Linked DNA regions of Mus musculus: all the other regions are linked to region 2. The links are chromatin contacts, called in public HiChIP or PLAC-seq and promoter capture Hi-C maps. All regions are on one chromosome and are shown on one strand. The core of a region is the stretch at or near the end of the contact, and the rest is flanking DNA. Distances in the headings are between cores, read along the strand shown. Region 1 holds the start of Capsl (calcyphosine-like). Region 2 overlaps Prlr (prolactin receptor). Region 3 holds the start of Il7r (interleukin 7 receptor).

What was found. Promoter capture Hi-C pulls out the DNA fragments that hold promoters and counts their contacts. HiChIP or PLAC-seq counts read pairs in DNA pulled down with a chosen protein or histone mark.
Region 1: a promoter capture Hi-C map of embryonic stem cells shows a contact between it and region 2, with 11 times the contacts expected there. The contact joins the promoter of Capsl here to the enhancer-like site in region 2. A contact is called at or near these places in 6 of 39 promoter capture datasets (the C10 cell line, cranial neural crest, embryonic stem cells and 1 more), 1 of 484 Hi-C or Micro-C datasets (bone marrow-derived macrophages), 1 of 115 datasets of contacts at active chromatin or transcription factors (large pre-B cells) and 2 of 9 other capture datasets (adipose tissue and macrophages).
Region 3: a contact with region 2 is called in an H3K27ac HiChIP or PLAC-seq map of large pre-B cells, with 5 times the contacts expected there. The contact joins the promoter of Il7r here to the enhancer-like site in region 2. A contact is called at or near these places in 6 of 39 promoter capture datasets (the C10 cell line, cranial neural crest, embryonic stem cells and 2 more), 1 of 115 datasets of contacts at active chromatin or transcription factors (large pre-B cells) and 1 of 9 other capture datasets (adipose tissue).

Annotation. Positions count from the first base shown.
Region 1 is chr15:9,434,699-9,437,500 of GRCm38.p6, reverse strand. It overlaps Capsl (calcyphosine-like), which reads right to left and starts at 1,473. Exons shown (of 5, transcript NM_029341.1): 1 at 1,334-1,473.
Region 2 is chr15:10,336,421-10,339,548 of GRCm38.p6, reverse strand. It overlaps Prlr (prolactin receptor), which reads right to left. Exons shown (of 10, transcript NM_011169.5): 10 at 2,529-3,128. Among named protein-coding and RNA genes, the nearest start is that of Gm41269, 20 kb to the left of the region's middle. Within about 2 kb of position 1,333, at least 6 of the 459 cell types and tissues checked have an H3K27ac peak or open chromatin away from gene starts, as enhancers often do.
Region 3 is chr15:9,527,883-9,531,131 of GRCm38.p6, reverse strand. It overlaps Il7r (interleukin 7 receptor), which reads left to right and starts at 1,256. Exons shown (of 8, transcript NM_008372.4): 1 at 1,256-1,471. The coding sequence starts at 1,390.

The sequences.
Region 1 (2,802 bases), core at 224-2,723, 900 kb after region 2:
GTGAGACTATGCCGGGGCCTAGCAAACACATAAGTGGATGCCCACAGTCAACTAATGGATGGATCACAGGGCTCCCAATGGAGGAGCTAGAGAAAGTACCCAAGGAGCTAAAGGGATCTCAACCCTATAGGTGGATCAACATTTTGAACTAACCAGTACCCCGGAGCTCTTGACTCTAGCTGCATATGTATCAAAAGATGGCCTAGTCGGCCATCACTGGAAAGAGAGGCCCATTGGACTTGCAAACTTTATATGCCCCAGTACAGGGGAACGCCAGGGCCAAAAAGGGGGAGTGGGCGGGTAGGGGAGTGGGGGTGGGTCGGTATGGGGGACTTTTGGTATAGCATTGGAAATGTAAATGAGCTAAATACCTAATAAAAAATGAAAAAAAAAAAAGAAACACATGGCCAATTTTAAACAGAGCAAAGAGGGCATATGGGAAGGATTGGAGAGGTTAAGGGATGGGGGCATAATACAGTTATGATCTCAAAGAAGTGATTTTTGGTTTTCTGTTTTTTTAATCATAAGAAAAAAGAGCTCCAGTCAATCAATGGCTGCTGAGACAGAGAGAATCCATTTTCTATAGGGAGGACTTTCTGGATAACGCATCTCACACGAAGCAGTCAGTCTTACATGCATGTACTCATGGGCATCACTAAATAAGCTCACTGTGTGTGTGTGTGTGTGCGTGCCTGTGTGTGTGTATGTGTGCGTGTGTGTGAAACAGAGAGGGGGGAGAAGGGAGAGAATTAAAAAAGAAGAGGCCATGAATTTAAAGAGTGGAGAGTGGAGGGTAGATATTAAATAAATATAGTACTAATGTATTCAATTCTCAAGTAACAACAACAACAAAAAAAAAACGCTAAATTAAAAACTCTAAATTTTTATCCTGCATCTGTCATGGATTCACAGGATGTGGTATAATCAGTACAAACTTATCTCACAGAATAAATGGGAATAATGCTAAATCTGTTGATCATTTTGTGAGTTGGAGACAGAATTCTAAGCTCTGTTTTGTCTGTGGCCATCGGGATAGTTACTGCAAGTCATCAAAGAAACTTCTCATCCAATGACCCAGCAAATAGGCACCACTCTGAAAGTGTTATCTCTTTTGCCTTTGCTAAATGAAATTGATTTTTGTCTAAGCATCTATTCCAAAAGTCTACACCTGGGGACCAGCTGTGCTCTTTGTGCACTGAGAGTCTAGGGATGGCTTCGTCAGGACATGCATTCTCACTGACTTTTAACTTTTCTTTTTAGATAAGAGATCCTCATCTTAAAAATGAAACAAAAACAGTGACAGTGAATTAAACAAATGAAAGCATTGAATTACCTGAAATGCTCGTCTGTAGCCGCAGGCTGCTTCACGGTGAAACTCTGGACTTCTGGCCCTGGGGACTCTAGTCTCCTCCCATGGTCCTGTGTCTCCCTCTTACCTGTCTTCCTTTGCTGTCCTGGCCTTTCAAGGCTTTCAGTTCTAATTGGATAGCCTGGGAACGCTGAAGCAAAGTCATGCTCTGATTGGCTCCGCTCGCTGTCATTCATATGCTGGTTCTGCCTTTTCTCAAGTTTACACTCCTCGTTACCTAGGAAATCCCAGTGACTGTGAAAACCCAACAAGCTGTTTGTTCTGGAAGAAATGGTAGGCGGAAGTTCTACTGGCAATTGTTTGGTTTCTAAAACAGCATCAAAACTGGTATCCCACGTTTTAAAAGGAAATGCTTGATAAATTGCCATACTTGCTTCAGGCGGCTCCCTTCTGACTCTACAAGGCTGTCTCCCTGGTGACTTATTGCCAGGTGAATCAGGAAACCACAACCCTTAGGAGCAAGTAGCAGCAATTATAGGCAATGCCCTCGTTTTTTAAATTCTACATTCACACACTAAGAAGATACCTTTCCCCACGGTGTTTTAGCTTCTGTAACTTTACCCTTTGTTCTCTATTAGCTCCACACTTGTTCTTAGCAATATGTTTGCCAGAGCAAAAGCAGGCTTGTTGTTTGCTTTGGGAGTAAATTAAGCCACATTTTCTACCCTGAGTATCTGTAACATCCAACGGCCTACCACACTCCCATCCCCAGGCTCCATCTACCCTGGAGTCATCCAAAAAACTAGGAACAGAACTTTCTAGAAAGGCCTCTGGTCCACTTCCTGTTACACATTTTACTCAGACAAGTGTGGTAGTTGATTTTTAATATCATTCAAATGAACAGTATAATTTCTGAGATTTGACATAAACATCAAATGAGATTTATTCAACATTAATAATCACTTGCCTCAAAACTTCCCTTAGTCTCTTTCCAAGTCTCCTTCCAGTAGGGCATGGTATTTAACAAATTAAGGGAAAGTGCGGACACGGGCAGGGATTCAGTATGCTTCTCACTTCCAGATTCATGCCTCTCTGTCTTGTTTTGGTCCGATTTAGTTTAAGGAGGGCTGTGTAATCATTGGATTGGAACCATCCATTGGAGCCTGGTGAGGTCACCAGTGGATATATGGCTGAAGACAATCGTTCTCCTCTCCCAGGATGTATCATCAGCAAATAGTTTGGCCCTGAGCAGAAGAAAGGATGGGTCTAGAAGTTGGATGTGATTAGGGTGGAGTGAAGTCAGGTAGACAGAAGGGTCTGGACTAGAGTGCAGGAAATGGGTTCTTCCAATCACAGTTTCCCAAGGCATCATAGCTCCTCATGGGAAATCCTATTTAGAGATTAGAATATGGTGCCTAGGCCCACTCCTTGCTAATAAAAGACTGCTGGGTTTGTTTGTTTGTTTGGGATGTGTGTGTGTGTGTGTGTGTGTA
Region 2 (3,128 bases), core at 84-2,583:
GAGACAACAATTTGTCAGTATCTAGGGATTATAAAAATATGCTTTTTATATCACCCTATACATTTATATTATGGAGAAACTCTCCAAACTCTAAAGTTGCATCCAGCAAATAGAACCAATAAATGGAAGCTACTGATACCTCAAAATACCAAATGAGAAACAAACCAAAATCAAAGTAGAGTGATATATGTCTATAGCCACCTCAAGTAGCAAGAAGTTGAGCCTTATAAATATAAAAATCCATAAATTTGAATGATGAAACATATCAGTTACTGAAACATGGATATGAAGTAAATGTATTTTTTTAAGACAGGAAGCATATACAACAGCTTCAATATTGAGGGTGATATTAAATGAAGAAGTAAAGAATTTAGTTTTGAAGAATATGCATGCTAGCTTCTGTGATGTTCATTGGTTATGAAACAAGTAAGGGAAAATACTGATACTGAGAACATTTGATGTTTGTAAATAGGCATTTGCTACATTTTCTATGCAATTTCCCGGTACTTTGTGAAACTCTTTATTCAATAAAAACATGGTCAAACTATAAGTAAAATTTTAAGTGGAGATGGAGGGTGATTCTAGTTTGGAGGAAGTTGGCACAGAAAAGATCAGCCCTGCCACTTAGGTTTCATGGTTTCACAATCTGACTGCAACTTGGATTTGGAATTTCTTCTGTTGATTGTTCTTGGTTGTTCCCAGGAGAAGCTCCAAGAAACTTTTGGGCGCTTTCAGTCATGTTTGCATTTTCAAGACTTGAATTTGGCAAATGAAGAAAGACAAGGAACACAAGGGCCGTGGACGGAGAGGCAGAGCTCAGCCTGTGTGGAAGCATGAGTCAGATTTGATTTAGAATTAGAAGGAAAATAGAAGGTGTTGAAAGCTGAGTGCAATTTTTGTCTTTAGAAAAACATGCCATGGATGAATGGCCAAAGATAAAATGTTTTAGCATGTGCCTCAGTATCTTAGTTCCAGAAAGCTTTGGAATGTCATTTTTCCCTTCCACCAAACCAAACCAAACCAAATCAAACCAAATCAAACCAAACCAAACCAAACCAACCAAACCAAACCAAACCAAACCAAACCAAACCAAACCAAACCAAACCAAACCAAACCAAACCAAATCAACAGGTTTTAATAAAGTTTGTTAAAGAAAGAGCTTGCTTCTAGTTTTTCATATAATAAGTGGTGTAAGTATGCACTAGGAAACAGCTTATTAAAATAAATTTAAATTAAACACTGCTACCATTTTAAAAATGCTGCCTCTGAGAAAGTATTGGGATCCCATGAATACCAGTTCAGCAACAGTGCAGTATCACGTAAAATGAAACTACCAGCAATGTCATTTAAGGTTACCTTCTAAGTTTCATAAGAAGTAAACACCACTCCAAACATGTACTATGGCATTTACAACTTTTTTCTAAACATACTTATGAAATTCCTGTTTTTTCTTCCACTCCTATTCAATAGCCAACCTCCCACTGGTATTTTGGCTATGTTCTAGACTTAAAAGTATTTTATAAAACTCATAAAACAATATAAACCTTAAGTCAGTTTGTAAAGAACACATTTTAATATGAACCTGGTCATTAAAAGAGAATGTTTAATGCTCCCAGGGTTGGCTGCTGTTGTGCAGTATGGTTTGGGAGGTGCTTACCATAAGAGTCATAATTTTAGTTGTTAAGAATTCTGAATTACACAGCATCAGGAATTTGTTGGATTTTCCCTGAACACTTTAGGGGGACTATCAAATCTAGATGGAGATTTTCTTTCCATACTCTGTAAGGTCCCTGGAGAAGAGGAGAGGGTGGGCATGTTAACAGCCTTATGACCTTATTTCTTAATTCTACACACCAAGATGGAAGTTGCATCTCCCAGCTTCAAAATAGTGGGATGAGTGTGTAGACTCTATAGTGGAGGGAGACTATACACATGAGCCCTAGAATTAAAAGCAGATGGCTCTAATAGAAGTACAGCAAAGTCAGTGCTCCTTTGCCCAAAGCCAAGCTGTATAAACTGATAATCACTGTGAGAAAGAATATGTTAATTCTCCAATAAGACTCAGCACTAGAGAATTAATGGGAGCAGAAAGAGGTCTTCAAGTAATCCAAACACACCTTGCACAGTTCTGTAACACAACCTGAGCATTGGATGAGTCCAGATCACAATTACTAAAAAGGTCTGATTGTTAATAATAGTGATGAATCATACTGTTCAAAGGGATTCCATTCACCTTTTGATGGGATGGCCCTTCCTTTATAGCATTTAAATGCACTTCTTGTACTCGTTCTCCATAAGCCCAATTTCATCTTACCTTGTTTCTATCAACTTCTCATATGACACAAATGAGATAAATGAGGGGGATTTTGCCTTGTCATTGAGATGGGTGTACACAGATTGGAAAATCTGTTTGGTTCAACTTATATGAACAATTTCTTGACTACAGGTCATTCAGTGGTTAAAATATCTCCAATAAAATTGCTTTAGCCATATGTATATTTTGCTCATCTCAATTTCAAAAAAATTTAGAAGGACAAGCCAGGAAAACAAACATTTATTGAGCCAGGCACTGAGCTGGGTATTTTCAATAATGACAGAAATAGAAATATAGTGACCATATTATTCTGGGATGTCTAAGATTCCATTTGGCAAGCATTATTTTTAGCATGCAATAAAAATATGAGAGAAATTAGCATTATGTTCATATAACTGACAAAGATTTAACTGTCCATGTTGTCCCTACAAAGTGGATGGAGACAAGTGAATAAATTCATAAAAACTAGGAAGTACAATGTGCAATAACCCAAGATTTGCAGAGTAAAAAATGTAGGAGGATAAATCATAAGAGTTTAGCATCATATCACCCTTTAATACTAAAGAAAAAGTCGATATCACAGTAGTGAGACATAGAAATGAGTCTTTAAGTTCAAAACAAGATTGTTTCTGATAAATGGCTGACTCTTTCAATACCACTAGATATTTGATGATTAAAATCAAGTAAAGAGGATATTTATTTTTTGGGAGTTTGGGGAAATGAAATTGCAAATTTATGATTACAGATCTGACAGCCAAAAATTAGAAAACTCACTTCATCCACATCCAAGTGATTCTGTTCATTTGCATTTCAA
Region 3 (3,249 bases), core at 7-2,506, 810 kb after region 2:
TGGGTCTTCATGTGGGACTCCTAAAACCGAAGCCAGGGCTGTCTCTGACTACATTGCCTGCCTTTGGAAGCCTTTCTGCTAACTGGGCTGCCTTTTCTAGTCTCGAGAGAAGAAGATGTGCCTAGTCTTACTGCAGCTTGATATGTCAAGGCTGGTTGATATCCAAGGGAGGCCTCCCCTTTTCTGTGGAGAAATGGAAGAATGTTAGAGAAGGTTGGAGGGAAGGGAGAAAGAGGGATTGGGAGCAAAGGATGGGGGGGGGGGCGCTGCAGTCAGAATTTAGGATAAATAAATAACTTAATCAATTCTTAAAATGATTTAAGAAAAGGATCCACAGAACCTACTTAGTTCAGCTCTTGTGCTCATGAGTGTATAACTGCCCACTAGAGCTTGAGCAACCTACCATGGGACACACTTTTAAAGAAAACTAACTCTTAATCGCCTGGTATTTGTCAACCTGCCAGGAGGGCCTCAGCTAGGGATGTGGCCTCTTGAACACCTGCTCTGTCCATATTGGAATGTGGATTGGTGTGATCTCATGCCAGTCTTGTGTCACAACCATAGCTTCTGTGAAATTATGAACACAAAGATCCTATTATTTTTATAATAGATAATTTCACTGTATTTCTCTTTGGCTCCTGCCTCTTCTGATCTTTCCTTCTCTCCTCCATGGTGTTCCCTGAGTTCTTGAGGGGAGTGTTTCATGGCTGGTACTATAAATCTGACCACGAACCCGTGCCAGGGAGGTCTTAGAGCATAGGGGAAAACACAGGACTATTGTTTGTTTAAAAGACAGAGTATCAAACTGTCTTCTAGACATTTGTCCTTATACCCATAGAATAGTGCAGCCTTGCCTCTCATTAGAGAAGCTCTTTTCTCACTTCTCTCTCAGAGAGCAGAGAACTGGGCGTGACCATTGAGGGTTCAGCCCTAAGTGGGACAACTCTATCCTAGCATCATTATTCCTAAAACAAGAGCATCCCCAACCAACTGAGGAGCATCGTAAGTGTGGATTTTGGCCTTGTGATCCTGTTACATTGGACCCTGAGATCATCTGAAGCATCACTTGAAGTCTACCACCTTGCTCAAAAGTAAGCAGTTAAGTTCAGGAGCTTCAGGGAATACCAAGATGCAGGAAAAAAAAAAGTCACACTCTACCTCTCCGTTTTCTCTACCTCTGCTTACAGCAGCAATCCTTTTGCTCAGACTTCCTGTTTCTGGCACTTGCCTTCTTCTGTGATGTTCATAGTTCCCTGTCTGTGGTTTAGCAGGCACAGAGCTGGTTTGGGTCTCCCTCTCTCTCATTCACTTGCACATACAAGCGTGCTTCTTCTCTATTCTTTCTCTCTCTCTCTCTCTCTCTCTCTCTCTCTCTCTCTCTCTCTCAGAATGATGGCTCTGGGTAGAGCTTTCGCTATAGTTTTCTGCTTAATTCAAGCTGTTTCTGGAGAAAGTGGAAATGCCCAGGATGGTGAGTCATTTCTAACTCCTTTTTTAAAGGATTTCAGATTACCTGTAGCATATATGATCAAGTTACACAGTTCTCTAACAGGGCAAGCAAGAATTTAGCACTAATTAGGTTGTTTTGTGGGTATTAATCACCAGGACAGAGGGAATGATGACAATACTGCAAATGGCTTGTAACTCTCAAGAACTGTCAAGAAGCATTGAGTTTCATTCAAATTCTGGCTCATAAATGTGGATGTATGCTGGTAATTTCAAAAAAGAAACCTCATATCAGTTCTTTGTTGGAGCTTTTTGGATGATCGCTTCCAAAACTGTATTAGACTGAAAAATCAAGCCATTGTTGTTTTGACTGTTTATGGAGTTCTAAAACCCTAGATACCCATGATAAATTAATGGCCAGAAACGAGAGGTTTGTGTATTCACCAAAACTGTATTTCTAGTGTCTAGAGTTTAGAAGTTACTCTATAATGTATTTCTTCAACATACTTTAGCTTTGGCAGATTCATGTTAGATTGCTGATGAATAATTCAGTAGTATGCTAAGGAAGGTGTCTTCTTTGAAATACACAGGGTTGCTTTTATATTCAGAGAATCCATTATATGGTCATCATAATTCTCCTCAGAATCCATAAAATACTTAGACCTTGACTTCTTAAAAATAGGCATTTTAATTACAGGACTGTACTCAAACGTCTCTGGCAGACACAGCAGCTACATGGAATGTGAATCTCCAATTTGTTTCTACAAATTAATTAAACTGTTTTCATACACACACACACACACACACACACACACACCATTAAAAGGGGAATGTGTGTGTGTGTGTCTTTGTGTATGTGCGTGTGTGTGTGTGTGTGTGTGTGTGTGTGTGTGCATCCTGCCTCTGGTTCCTGAGTGCTAGGATTAAAGGCAGACACCACCATGGCTGGCCTATATGTGCATTCCTAAACTGGGTGCAGTAGTACATCCCTGTAGTCCTGAAGCCTAAGAGGCTGAGACAGAAAAATCATCTTTGTTCCAGACCAGTTAAAGCTACATTGCATAAGCTTGTATCAAATACATCTGTATTTTCTTTATGCACAGTATCAATACACATCAGCCTAGCTCTGTAGTTTAGCTCTTCAGTCAAATGCCTTTAGTTGTGCATCCTAAGCTTAGATATTTGTGTGACTTTACTTTGTAATCAGCAAGGATGGAAAACCCTTGCATGTTCTTATGAAGAGAATCATCAGAGGAGTCACACTCTTCAGCATGACGGAGCATGAGTCACTTGGTGAGGGAGAGTCATTATCTCATGTTAAATGTGTGCAAATAGCTGGCAGGAAGCACGAGAACCATGCTGCTGTTTGGTACAATCCTTTGCCCCTATGCTTCCCTCTTGGCCATGCTATTTCTTACAAAAAAAAAAAAAAAGTAAAAATTCTTGCTGTTAAACAGGATTTTCACTTCACCTTTTTAAATTTTGAAATGTTTTTAGATTGATGATCATAACCACCCATATGCGTCACATAGGCATGTCACGATACCTCCCACTTTGTGCTGGCAGCAATCTACTAGTCAATTTTCTAGTAACTAAAGGATAGTCAAATCAAGCAAAGGGAACCGCAAAAGCCCTGACAGTTCAAGCTCTTCATCAAGTAATCACTGTCTTCTAAATGACACTGCCTTACTTAGAATATGTATTCCAAATGCTTTAAATTTCTATACCTAGAATTTTTACTTAATGCTTAGATGCTTCCTATTGAACACTGTGACCATTGTTCCACATAATGTCAAAACCACA